Regions from separate parts of the Mus musculus genome. Here all the other regions are linked to region 1. A link is a contact called in public Hi-C and HiChIP or PLAC-seq data. All regions are on one chromosome and are shown on one strand. Each heading gives the region's core, a stretch centred on a gene start, on an enhancer-like site or on the middle of the called end of the contact. The rest is flanking DNA. Distances are from core to core; before and after follow the strand shown. Region 1 holds the start of Exosc5 (exosome component 5). Region 2 holds the start of Plaur (plasminogen activator, urokinase receptor). Region 3 holds the start of Phldb3 (pleckstrin homology like domain, family B, member 3).

What was found. A called contact is a pair of places that touch in the nucleus more often than the background predicts. HiChIP or PLAC-seq counts read pairs in DNA pulled down with a chosen protein or histone mark.
Region 2: an HNF4G HiChIP or PLAC-seq map of pancreatic cancer cells shows a contact between it and region 1. The contact joins the promoter of Plaur here to the promoter of Exosc5 in region 1. A contact is called at or near these places in 2 of 39 promoter capture datasets (cranial neural crest and pre-B cells) and 2 of 115 datasets of contacts at active chromatin or transcription factors (bone marrow-derived macrophages and pancreatic cancer cells).
Region 3: a Hi-C map of B cells shows a contact between it and region 1, with 12 read pairs. The contact joins the promoter of Phldb3 here to the promoter of Exosc5 in region 1. A contact is called at or near these places in 3 of 39 promoter capture datasets (cranial neural crest, frontonasal cranial neural crest and hippocampal neurons), 1 of 484 Hi-C or Micro-C datasets (B cells) and 1 of 9 other capture datasets (macrophages).

Annotation. Positions count from the first base shown.
Region 1 is chr7:25,657,440-25,660,670 of GRCm38.p6, forward strand. It overlaps Exosc5 (exosome component 5), which reads left to right and starts at 1,714. Exons shown (of 6, transcript NM_138586.3): 1 at 1,714-1,944. The coding sequence starts at 1,797. It overlaps Bckdha (branched chain ketoacid dehydrogenase E1, alpha polypeptide), which reads right to left and starts at 1,322. Exons shown (of 9, transcript NM_007533.5): 1 at 1,194-1,322. The coding sequence starts at 1,301.
Region 2 is chr7:24,460,806-24,464,036 of GRCm38.p6, forward strand. It overlaps Plaur (plasminogen activator, urokinase receptor), which reads left to right and starts at 1,678. Exons shown (of 7, transcript NM_011113.4): 1 at 1,678-1,762. The coding sequence starts at 1,705.
Region 3 is chr7:24,609,769-24,612,999 of GRCm38.p6, forward strand. It overlaps Phldb3 (pleckstrin homology like domain, family B, member 3), which reads left to right and starts at 1,560. Exons shown (of 15, transcript NM_001102613.1): 1 at 1,560-1,810; 2 at 2,729-2,911; 3 at 3,108-3,231. The coding sequence starts at 1,577.

The sequences.
Region 1 (3,231 bases), core at 464-2,963:
TGAATAAATAAATAAATGAAAAAGAGAAAAAGACACAGTTTCACAATGTAGCCCTGGCCTGGTACTCACAGAGATCTGTTTGCCTAAGTGCTGGAATCAAAAGCATACATCACCACACCAGGTCCTATTCTTTTTAAAAAGAATCTTTTGGGGGGTGCAGGGAGATGGCTCAGTGACTAAGAGCACTGGCTGCTCTTCCAGAGGAATTGGGTTCAATTCCCAGGACCCATATGGCAGTCCAAAACTGTCTGTATGTACGCAACTCAAGTTCTACAGAATCCAACATCTTCATGCAGACCAAACAACAATGCACGTGAAATAAAAATAAGTAAACCATTTTTAAAAATCTTTTTTTTTTTTTTTTGAGATAGGGTCTCACGTAACTCAACCTGGCCTCAAATGCCTCCTCTCCTACTTCCCAAGCGCTGAAATTACAGACATGTGTCGCCATATCCAGATAAACAAACACACAGGGCTAGGAGCCAAACTCTGGACGTGGCGCGTGCTAGGCAAGCATTCTACACTGTGGTGGTACATTGCCAGACCGCAACAGATTTTGGAAGTGTTATCCTGCCCTTATCAACAATGGATCAAAAGGGAATTCCGAGTTTTCTCCAGTGTTTTCAAGAAAAGTGGGCAGCCAAGCACCGTAGCTTACATCTGTAATGCCAGTACTTGGGAGGCTGGGACAGGACTATCTCCAGTTCGATGCCTGTCTAAGCATCTGGGTGAGCTAAAGGCCATTCCGGACTCGTGGGTGAGATCCTGTCTCAAAAAAATAACGTGGGCAAAGGGTCCTGTTTGAACTTGTAGCTCTCTTTGTCTCCCTTCATAATCATCTTGTGTAAAGGACAGTCATGGCAAAGTCCCTTGCCTTGCCTTTTGATCAGGTGGCATAGGAATCAAACCAGTTTCTTGCTCAACTCCCTTTACAGTTGGAATTTAAGCAATGTAGGACCCTATGAAAACCTGATCTGTCCTTTCAACCCCCGTCTCGTCTCCTTCTATCGAGGCCCACAAGTAGCTGCCTTGCTTTTCCTCTAAAGGGATTCTTCCCTTGAATTTCTCTTCAAGAAGTTTCTCGGACCTTTTCTTTCTTTCCTTCACAGCCCGCGGTGTCTCACACAATGTAAGAATAACTTTTACGTCTCTATTTCTCCCTAAGAAAGACCCCGTGGGGCTCAGATACTCACAGATCTAGCCAAGCCCCGAACCCCAGATCGTCCCAACAGGAGAAGAGCAGCCTGGCGCAGGCCACGGCTCGGCCTCCAGATCTTGGCCGCAGACATCACTATCGCCATCTTGGCTAATAACCACTCCTCCTTTCTCACAGGATAGACATACGGCTGTCCCACCAGATGCCTTATTCAAATAGCAGCACCGCTAGGCCAACACGCTATCTGCTTCTAACCACCTTGCGACAAAGACGCATAAATGAGTAAGGTGGCAATTTTTAGTCTCTAAAATTGCTCCGGTCGTCTGCTTCTAGTTGCTCCTAATTCAGGCAACTAAAAGGACAACTTAACTTGAACCTTCAGGGTTCAGGACCCGGAGCCCTGAGCAAAATGGGCCCTCTCCAAGTCCCTCCCCCTGTTCCCTGTTGTCCAATGGCTATGCCAGAATTGGGAGGTGGAGGTGGGCGGGACCAGATTGTTAGTAAACGCTGAGCCACGTGCTAGGGCCAACTCGGGCGTGCCCTAGACGGGCGCATGCGCAATAGGTACGCGGCCGGTAGAACTGCGCGCGCCGCTAAGCGGAAGCTACGGTGGGAGCCGCAGCGCGCGTGGTCAGCGGCTATGGAGGGCGCAAAGCGTGCAGACGCCAATTTACTCACTGACACCGGAACAGAGTCCAGCCCCCGAAGTCCAGTCTGCAGTCTCCGGCACTTTGCTTGTGAGCAAAACCTGCTGTCCCGGCCGGATGGATCTGCTTCTTTTCTTCAAGGTACGAGCCTCACCAAGTTTAACTCAGCGCGCGCCATCCTCACCGAAGAAGGGTTTTTGAAGAGCGGTTACTGTGTAGTATGTAACCAAGTACGCCCGCCTCCTTGAACTTATTTCTAGATGTTGAGTATACCCACCTCCCGTCTCGAGAAGAAATGAGTTGGCCAGCCTGGTAAATCCCTCTCAGAGGAGATCGAGAGCAAGACCACTCTCATAAGAGTGACTATCCCAGAATAGGTATTTCACCAAGGCAGATATTACCCTTCTCTAGATTTCTTTCTTTCTTTTATCTTTCTTTCAAGACTTATTTTATTTATATAAGAGCACTGTAGCTGTCTTCAGACACACCAGAAGAGGGCATCAGATCCCGTTACAGATGGCTGTGAGCCACCATGTGGTTGCTGGGAATTCAACTCAGGACCTTTGGAAGAGCAGTCAGTGCTCATAACCACTGAGCCATCTCTCCAGCTCCCCTTGACTAGATTTCTTGGGTTTTTGTTGTTGTTGTTGTTGTTGTTGTTTTCACTTTGTTGTTGAACTCACTTTGTAGACCAGGCTGGCCTTGAACTCAGAAATCCGCCTGCTTCTGCCTCCCGAGTGCTGGGATTAAAGGCGTGCGCCACCACGCCTGGCTTTGACTAGATTTCTTAAAAAACACTTCTAGATCCATACATCACCGGTTGAGGCTAAGGTGTTTATTTGCATAAATACCCTTTGAGACAGACACATCACCACCACTGGTTTAAATATAATTACTGTGGCAGATGATACATCTAAGTAAGTGCTCTTCAAATTAAATGTGATCTTCCCATCCTGGGCTGAGAAGCATCTCCCCTTCCCCGGTCCCATCATTTAAGAAAACGTGCCTTTCCTTGGTATACACATTTCATCAGACTAAATGAATAGGGAGAAAAGAGAAGTCTTGTGGCTGAGACCCACACAACCCTATATCCCAGTCGGGCCAGCCAACTTTGAGAGGTCATGAGAGGGTGAGAAACTACCAGAGTAGACAGATGAGAGGGCAGAGACAGAGTTGACAATGGTGAGTTTGTTTGAGATGTTAAAGGCTGATCACCTTATGGCTAATAAGCTAGAGGTCATTGCTTATAGTGGTGGGTCAGAAAGAGCGAGAAAAAAAACAGTTGAGACAAGTCTCCAGGCATTTTCCTGCGAAGGAATCAGATAGATGGGGCAAGAGCTGACGACTGATAGAGCTTAAGAAAGGAGAAAACTGGCAGGTCAGTGGTGGCACACACCGTTAGTCCCAGCACTTGAGACACAGATGCAG
Region 2 (3,231 bases), core at 428-2,927, 1.2 Mb before region 1:
GCCCTAAAGCAATCACAGTTTGTTTTCCTCCTCCATATGAAACAGGATCTCTCTCACTTCTCTCAGGGCTCCTCTCAGACCTTTGCTGTCTCAACCTTCCAGATGAGCTTGCAGCACAGAGAGGCTAAGAAAGACACCTGCTAATGATCAGTAAGTCACACAGCCCTCACAGTCTGGGGCCAGCCCCCTACTCTCTCAGTTAGGACCTCTTAGAGGAAAACTTTATTTGGGCATTTTTATTTTTATTTTTCACCTTTTACCTTATCTTGACATTAAATCAAGCCAAGCTGGGTGTGTGGCTCAGTGGTGGAGCCCCTGCCTAGCCTCCCCCAGTGAGGGGTTGGGGTGTGGCTCAGTGGTAGAGCCTCTGCCTAGCCTCCCCCAGTGAGGGGCTGGAGGCGTGGCTCAGTGGTAGAGCCCCTGCCTAGAATCCCCCAATGAGGGGCTGGGGGCATGGCTCAGTGGTAGAGCCCCTGCCTAGAATCCCCCAGTGAGGGGCTGGGGGCGTGGCTCAGTGGTAGAGCCCCTGCCTAGAATCCCCCAGGGAGGGGCTGGGGGCGTGGCACAGTGGTAGAGCCTCTGCCTAGCCTCCCCCAGTGAGGGGCTGGGGGCGTGGCTCAGTGGTAGACTCCTTGTCAATCCTGCAGGAGACCTTGGGTTCCGTGTTTCCCAGCTCAGGCTTCAGTGACTCGGTACTCACAGCAGTGACATCACTACTGTACGGGTGCTACTCATTGCTCTCTGCTCTCTCTGGTTCCCACTCATCAGCCACACTGAGCCGCTCTGAGTGATTCTTTGCCCTCAGGGCTTTTGCGATGACTCTTTCCTCTCCCTCAAAGGCTTTCTGTAGGAATCCACTAGACTTCTTGCACACCTTTCCTGGCTGCCCTCCGCATCACCCTCCCAAAGCAATTAAGCCATTTACCTCTCTCCCTACAGTTTGTTCCTCTTTCAACTTGTTTTTCCCCTGGTTTCCGACTGATGGGAGAGATTAGATAACTAATGTATCCTCCCCATCGTAATGGCAGAGGGTGGCGTCCTTGTGTTTCCTGCTGTGTTCCAGTTCCTGGAACAGTGCCCAGTACCCAGGAGGTCCTTGGTCAGGAGCTGAAGGAATTTTGCCCTCTAGTTTGGCAAGTTAGTGTTCCACATGATTTCCCTACATGGAATTGTACCGCCTCGGCCAAGGATGGTAGCGTGCCCATGATCCAGACTCGGGGGAGACTGAGGCAGGAGGTTCCTGAGTTCAAGGCTGGTCTTCATAGCAAGACTCTCTCTGGAGAAACTCAAATAAAACAAACTTTGAAAACATAAACTCTGATTGGTAAGAAATAGCCAAGGCTAGAGAGGATTCTAACCCTTGCTATTTGGTTGTCTTCCTTTCTCCATCATAGTCTCTCTCTCTCTCTCTCTCTCTCTCTCTCTCCCTCATCCCTCCTTCTCCCTCCCTCTCTCCCTCCGTTCCTCCCTCCCTCTTTCCCTCCCTCCTTTTTTGAGACTGCATCTTACTATGTATGGAAGGGGCAGAGTTTCTTGAACTATGGAAGAGGAAGGGCTGGGGGGGGGGGGCGGGGGCGGGGCGGGGGGAGGCGAGGCAACCCCTGGAGCTGACTCACTCTTTAGCAAACAGTGGGAGGAGCCCTAGGGTCACAAAACTGTCTTCTTCCCCTCGGTCAGTCTAGAGCAGAGGTGAAGGAAGAACCCATGGGACTCCCAAGGCGGCTGCTGCTGCTGCTGTTGCTGGCGACTACCTGTGTCCCAGGTAAGAGCTGCGTGGTGGCACCGGGCGTGAGCTAGAGGAGGATGGCCCAGCGCTCCACCCTTCTATCCAGCTATTCTCCGGGTGTGTTCTCAGGCTCCACGTGGCACAGTCAGACTCCCGCAGGCATTCATTTAGTAAACGCTGATCCCTGGTGCACAGTGCCTGGCACACTGGAGGACGCGGAGGAACAGAGAGGTTAAGAAGCTGGTCCAAAGCCTCACAGCTAGGGGTTGAATGATAACTGGACATGTGACCTCACAGCCACTCCCCACAGTGTTTTGGTCTGTGTGGGGATCCCACTTTGGGACAAGACAGGGGCTCAGGGGTCTACATCTCAAAGGTCCACAGAGTTCAGCGGGAGCCCAGGGCCTGTCCCTCGAATACACTTGTCTTTTACTATGTTATGTCCTCAGCCTTCTTCCTCCAGGAAATGCGGGGGAAATGGTGTTGAGAAAGTAGAGGGAAATGGGGAAGGAATTGAGTCAGGGTTTGGCACGGTGAATAACTCGGAAAGCCCTCTCTAGTCCGCGGGAGACCGGAGATGATTAATGGGGTGGGAAAAGATCTCTGGCGGGGCCTGGGTGGTCTGGGAGCTAGAGGGGGGAGGGGTGGGGGTGCAAAGGGGAGGGGCTCTTGTTGAAGAAAGGATATCTGGCACAAAGGGACCGGCTCTAAATTGCAGACCGGATCTCGGGGCTCAGACAGGACAGTTCTTACTGTGAAATCCAACCCCGGGAGGAGGGGACCCTGGAGTGGGGCTGCCACCTGGGGTCAAAACTGGCTGTGTGGTTCAGGACAGTTACTTAGCCTTTCTGTTCCTGGAACTTGTCTGGGAAATGGGGGCCAGACTAAGGCTAGGCTGGTGCAAAAGTTCTGATTAGAAACTGGGCAGTCGGGGGCTGGAGAGATGGCTCAGTGGTTAAGAGCACGGACTGCTTTTCCGAAGGTCCTTAGTTCAAATCCCAGCAACCACATGGTGGGTCACAACCATCTATAATGAGATCTGACGCCCTCTTCTGGTGCATCTGAAGACAGCTACAGTGTACTTACACATAATAATAAATAAATCTTTAAAAAAAAAACGAAAAAAAAAACTGGGCAGTCTGAGGCGGGGGGCTATAACATTGGCGAGACGTGGCCTAGGTGAAGACCTGCAGGAGGGACTTCGGTCCTGGGGTGGGACAAACGTTTGGGGGCTGAGGTGGGTCTTTGAAAGTGGTTCTCAACCTTCCGAATGCTATGATCCTTTAATACAACTCCTCACAGTTTGGTGACCTCCGACCATAAAATTATTTTTGTTGCTACTTCATAACTGTAATTTTGCAACTGTTAGAAATCTTCATGTAAATATCTGATGGGCAGAATATCGGATATATGACCCCTCCTGAGGGTGAGAACAGCTGGGCTGTGTGCTGTTAAGCCCCGGCAGGGCTAGTCTACCAAGAACAGAGTAGAGTGTGATGGGAAAA
Region 3 (3,231 bases), core at 310-2,809, 1.0 Mb before region 1:
CAGCTCCCCTGCCCCTGTCGCTGCTATTGTCCCTCCTGTATTGCCAAATAGTTATGAGTACAGATCTCGAGAGACAAAGCAGGTAGTAACAGATGTGGGCTGAGAAGGCCGAGAGTGTAAAGCTCTTGCTAACAAGATGATTTGAGTTCCATGCCTGAATCCCACGTTGGAAGGCACCACTTCCCAAAGATGTCCTATGAGCTCTTTACATGTTGGGTGCCACTTACATACCTGCACTATCTTTCACATACACAAGTAATAATAATTTTAAAAAAGTCATTTAGAATGCTTGTAGATCCTAGGTGTATTTGTTTCCTTCAGCCTCGGTCCCCACAACTGTACAATGGAGACGGTCGATCTCTTTTTTTCTATGGGCTGTGGTGTGGTATGACACTGAGGTGTGTCAAATGTTTTGCACAGCTCTTGATGTCTAACAGTCGGGTTTTGCATACCAGATATTTTCCTGTTTCTGCCCAGAGAGGAAAGGGTCTGGCTGTGACCTTTAACCTCTGTGCCCCACCCCATAGTAAACTGTGTGCGCGTGGGGCACACTCTGTCTCTGGGCAGATCGCTGACTCAGCCCGGGATACCCCCTCCCCTTGTCCGGCTCCCTAAACCGGTCAGGGCCCTTCCAAAGGGCTTATTAGAGGGGAGAGGCCCCCATCTTCATTCCTATCTTCCTTTGAGGATTTCCTAGGCTTCGGCCTTAGGGAGGCTGCTGTATGCAGGTGGCTAAGAAGCCCGGCCCTCCAGGGGCACCGGAGGCTGAGTGGGAGGTCTGGGCGCTGGGCTCTCTCTGGGTGGGGCTGGAGGGGCCGGGATGGCTGGGTGCCTGGGCTGCGGGCGGGGCAGGCTGCTGGCTCCCTCCTCCCAGGAGAGCTGTCGGACCTGTTGTCCCCCCCTCCACTTCCGGGCTGCTGGGGAGGGGGACGGGGCGGCCTCTCTCTCCTCCCTCCTTCCAGCCACCTGTTTAGCCGCAGGAGCGGCAGTGCCCAGTGCAGAGCCAGAAAGAAGGTTGACGACCTACGAGGACCTCCTCCCGGGAAGGAACGGAGGCGTTGGGGCCCCAGGCATATCCGGAGAGGTAGACATTGCCAGCCCCGAGTTCTGGATCTTGGGGTGAGGAGCCTCGGACGCTGATTCCTTACAGGTGGTTCGGGACCCAACTGTGGAGCTCCAAGGAGGAGAGCCGGGCTAGTCCCGAGAGGGTAGAGGAGATGGAATCTCTTGGAGGCAATCCGGGAAACTGGAGAGGGCTGCAGAAGGGGCTCAGGGATGACACATGGAGCAAAGGGAAGGCTCAGCGTGCGACGCCCCAGCACGGGGAGCGTTAGGACCCCGGACTCAAATTCTCTTCCCACCTCTAGGTGTGTGTGTCACCTTCGGAGCCGACAGCCTCTCCCCAGTCGCGAGCGGGTCCCCAGGAAATCTACGCCCGCGGAATGTTCAGAGCTGGTCTCTGAACCTTTAGGTTCCGCCCTCTGGGCAAGCTCAACGCGCTCTAGACCACGCCCACAAACATCAGACCACGCCTCTGAAACTGACCACGCCCACACCACAGGAATCCGAAGCGGCCATGGGGACACCCAGCACCCTAGAGGAGGGCTCCTCGTCTCCAAAGGTTTCGGAATGCGCCGTCGAGGTCCAGCCTCAAGGGGCTGTGCAGCCTCAGGGGCACCCCGAGGATCCCAAAGAGCACAAGGAGCCCGAAGTCCCAGCGGAGCTTCCAAGTTGCCCCGGAGCTGGGCGGCAGGCCGAGGAAGAGGAAGAAGTGGAAGAAGGTAGCAGCACCGAGAGCTGCCGCGAAGAGGTGAGGGATCATCCCCCCGGGGGGGCTGTCCAGACGGACAGACAGACACCCAAGACGACACAGAAGAACATAAAGAGAGAGACTAGACAGAGACCCAGAGTCAAGGAGAGTACCCATAGACAGGCAGAAACACCCTGTTAGACAAAGTTGGATTTGAAGCCAGAGAGACTCGGGTAGAAACATAGAAACTAGATACGACAGAGACACAGGGAGTGAGACATAGACCTAAAAGAGAGACACAGGGAAGACACACAGACCCAGAAGAGAAACAAAAAGAAATGCCAACATAGAAGAGTCTAAGTCAGAGAGAGGGACGGGGGTGGGGGTGGGGGGAAGAAGAGCGATCCAGGGACTCTGAGAAAGAGATCCCAAGAGGTTGAGACTCAGGGACAGATGAGCTCATCGTGTACAAAGACACTTGCTGTCAAATCTGACGACCTGGGTTCGATCCCCAGAACCCTCATTGATGTAAGGCAAGAATCTTCTGATTTCCACTAGCATTCAGGTACAAAAAAGAAAGAAGGAAAGGAAGGAAGGAAGGAAGAAAAAAAAAGAAAGAATAGAGGAAGAAATGGAGGAAGAAAAAAGAAAAGGAGAGAGAAGGGAGAAAGGAAAAAGGAAAAGAAGAAAAGGAAAGGAGGGAAGAAATGAGGAAGAAAGAAAAAAGAAAGGAAGGAAGGAAGGAAGGAAAGAAAAGGAAGCAAGCTCTGCTAGTTCAGCTTCAGAGCATAGTGGCTTTGTATGATGGGTTCAGAACCTGCCGGCTTCCCCGCTTCACGGTCTTCCATTCGGACCCGAAAGGAAGTAGTTGAACTTGGCAGCTCATGACCCCCAGAGGCACTACTGGGGTGGGACCAGACCTGTTTGGTGACTTGAGGGGGGCGAGACTTGTTCTCATCACACCCTCTCTAATTTCAGCCCGAGGCTACGCCTGCCGCGCAGATTCCAGCCACACCTTCCCCATGCCTCCCTTCTGGGGAAGAGCTGCGGGGGGCAGCGCGGCGGCTGCGAGGACAGCAGCTGGAGGCACTGACTCGCGTGGCTCTGATGGAGCAGCGGGTGAAGGAGTTACAGCGCCAGAAGAAGGAACTGAGGATCGAGGTGAGGATGGGGAGATCTTGGGAAATCAACCCGTGAGGGAACCTGCGAGCCAAGACACCGAGTCCATTCTAAACTTTAGGATCCTTTTTGATAAGCAGCAGGTGTTCAAGGCCCGAGGCCTTTTCCAGACTTCCCATCTCCCAGCCCCTTCCTCCACTGGCTGCTGCACCCAAATTCTCGCCTTGTTTTTTCGCAGATGGAGGTGGAGGTGGCCCTGCTCCGGGGTGAGCTGGCCGGGGAACGAGTGGCCGCTCGCCGGGAGGAGGAGCAGCTGCGGGAGCTGCTGGGCCAGCGGGTGGAGACCCAGCCGAGCAGCCAAG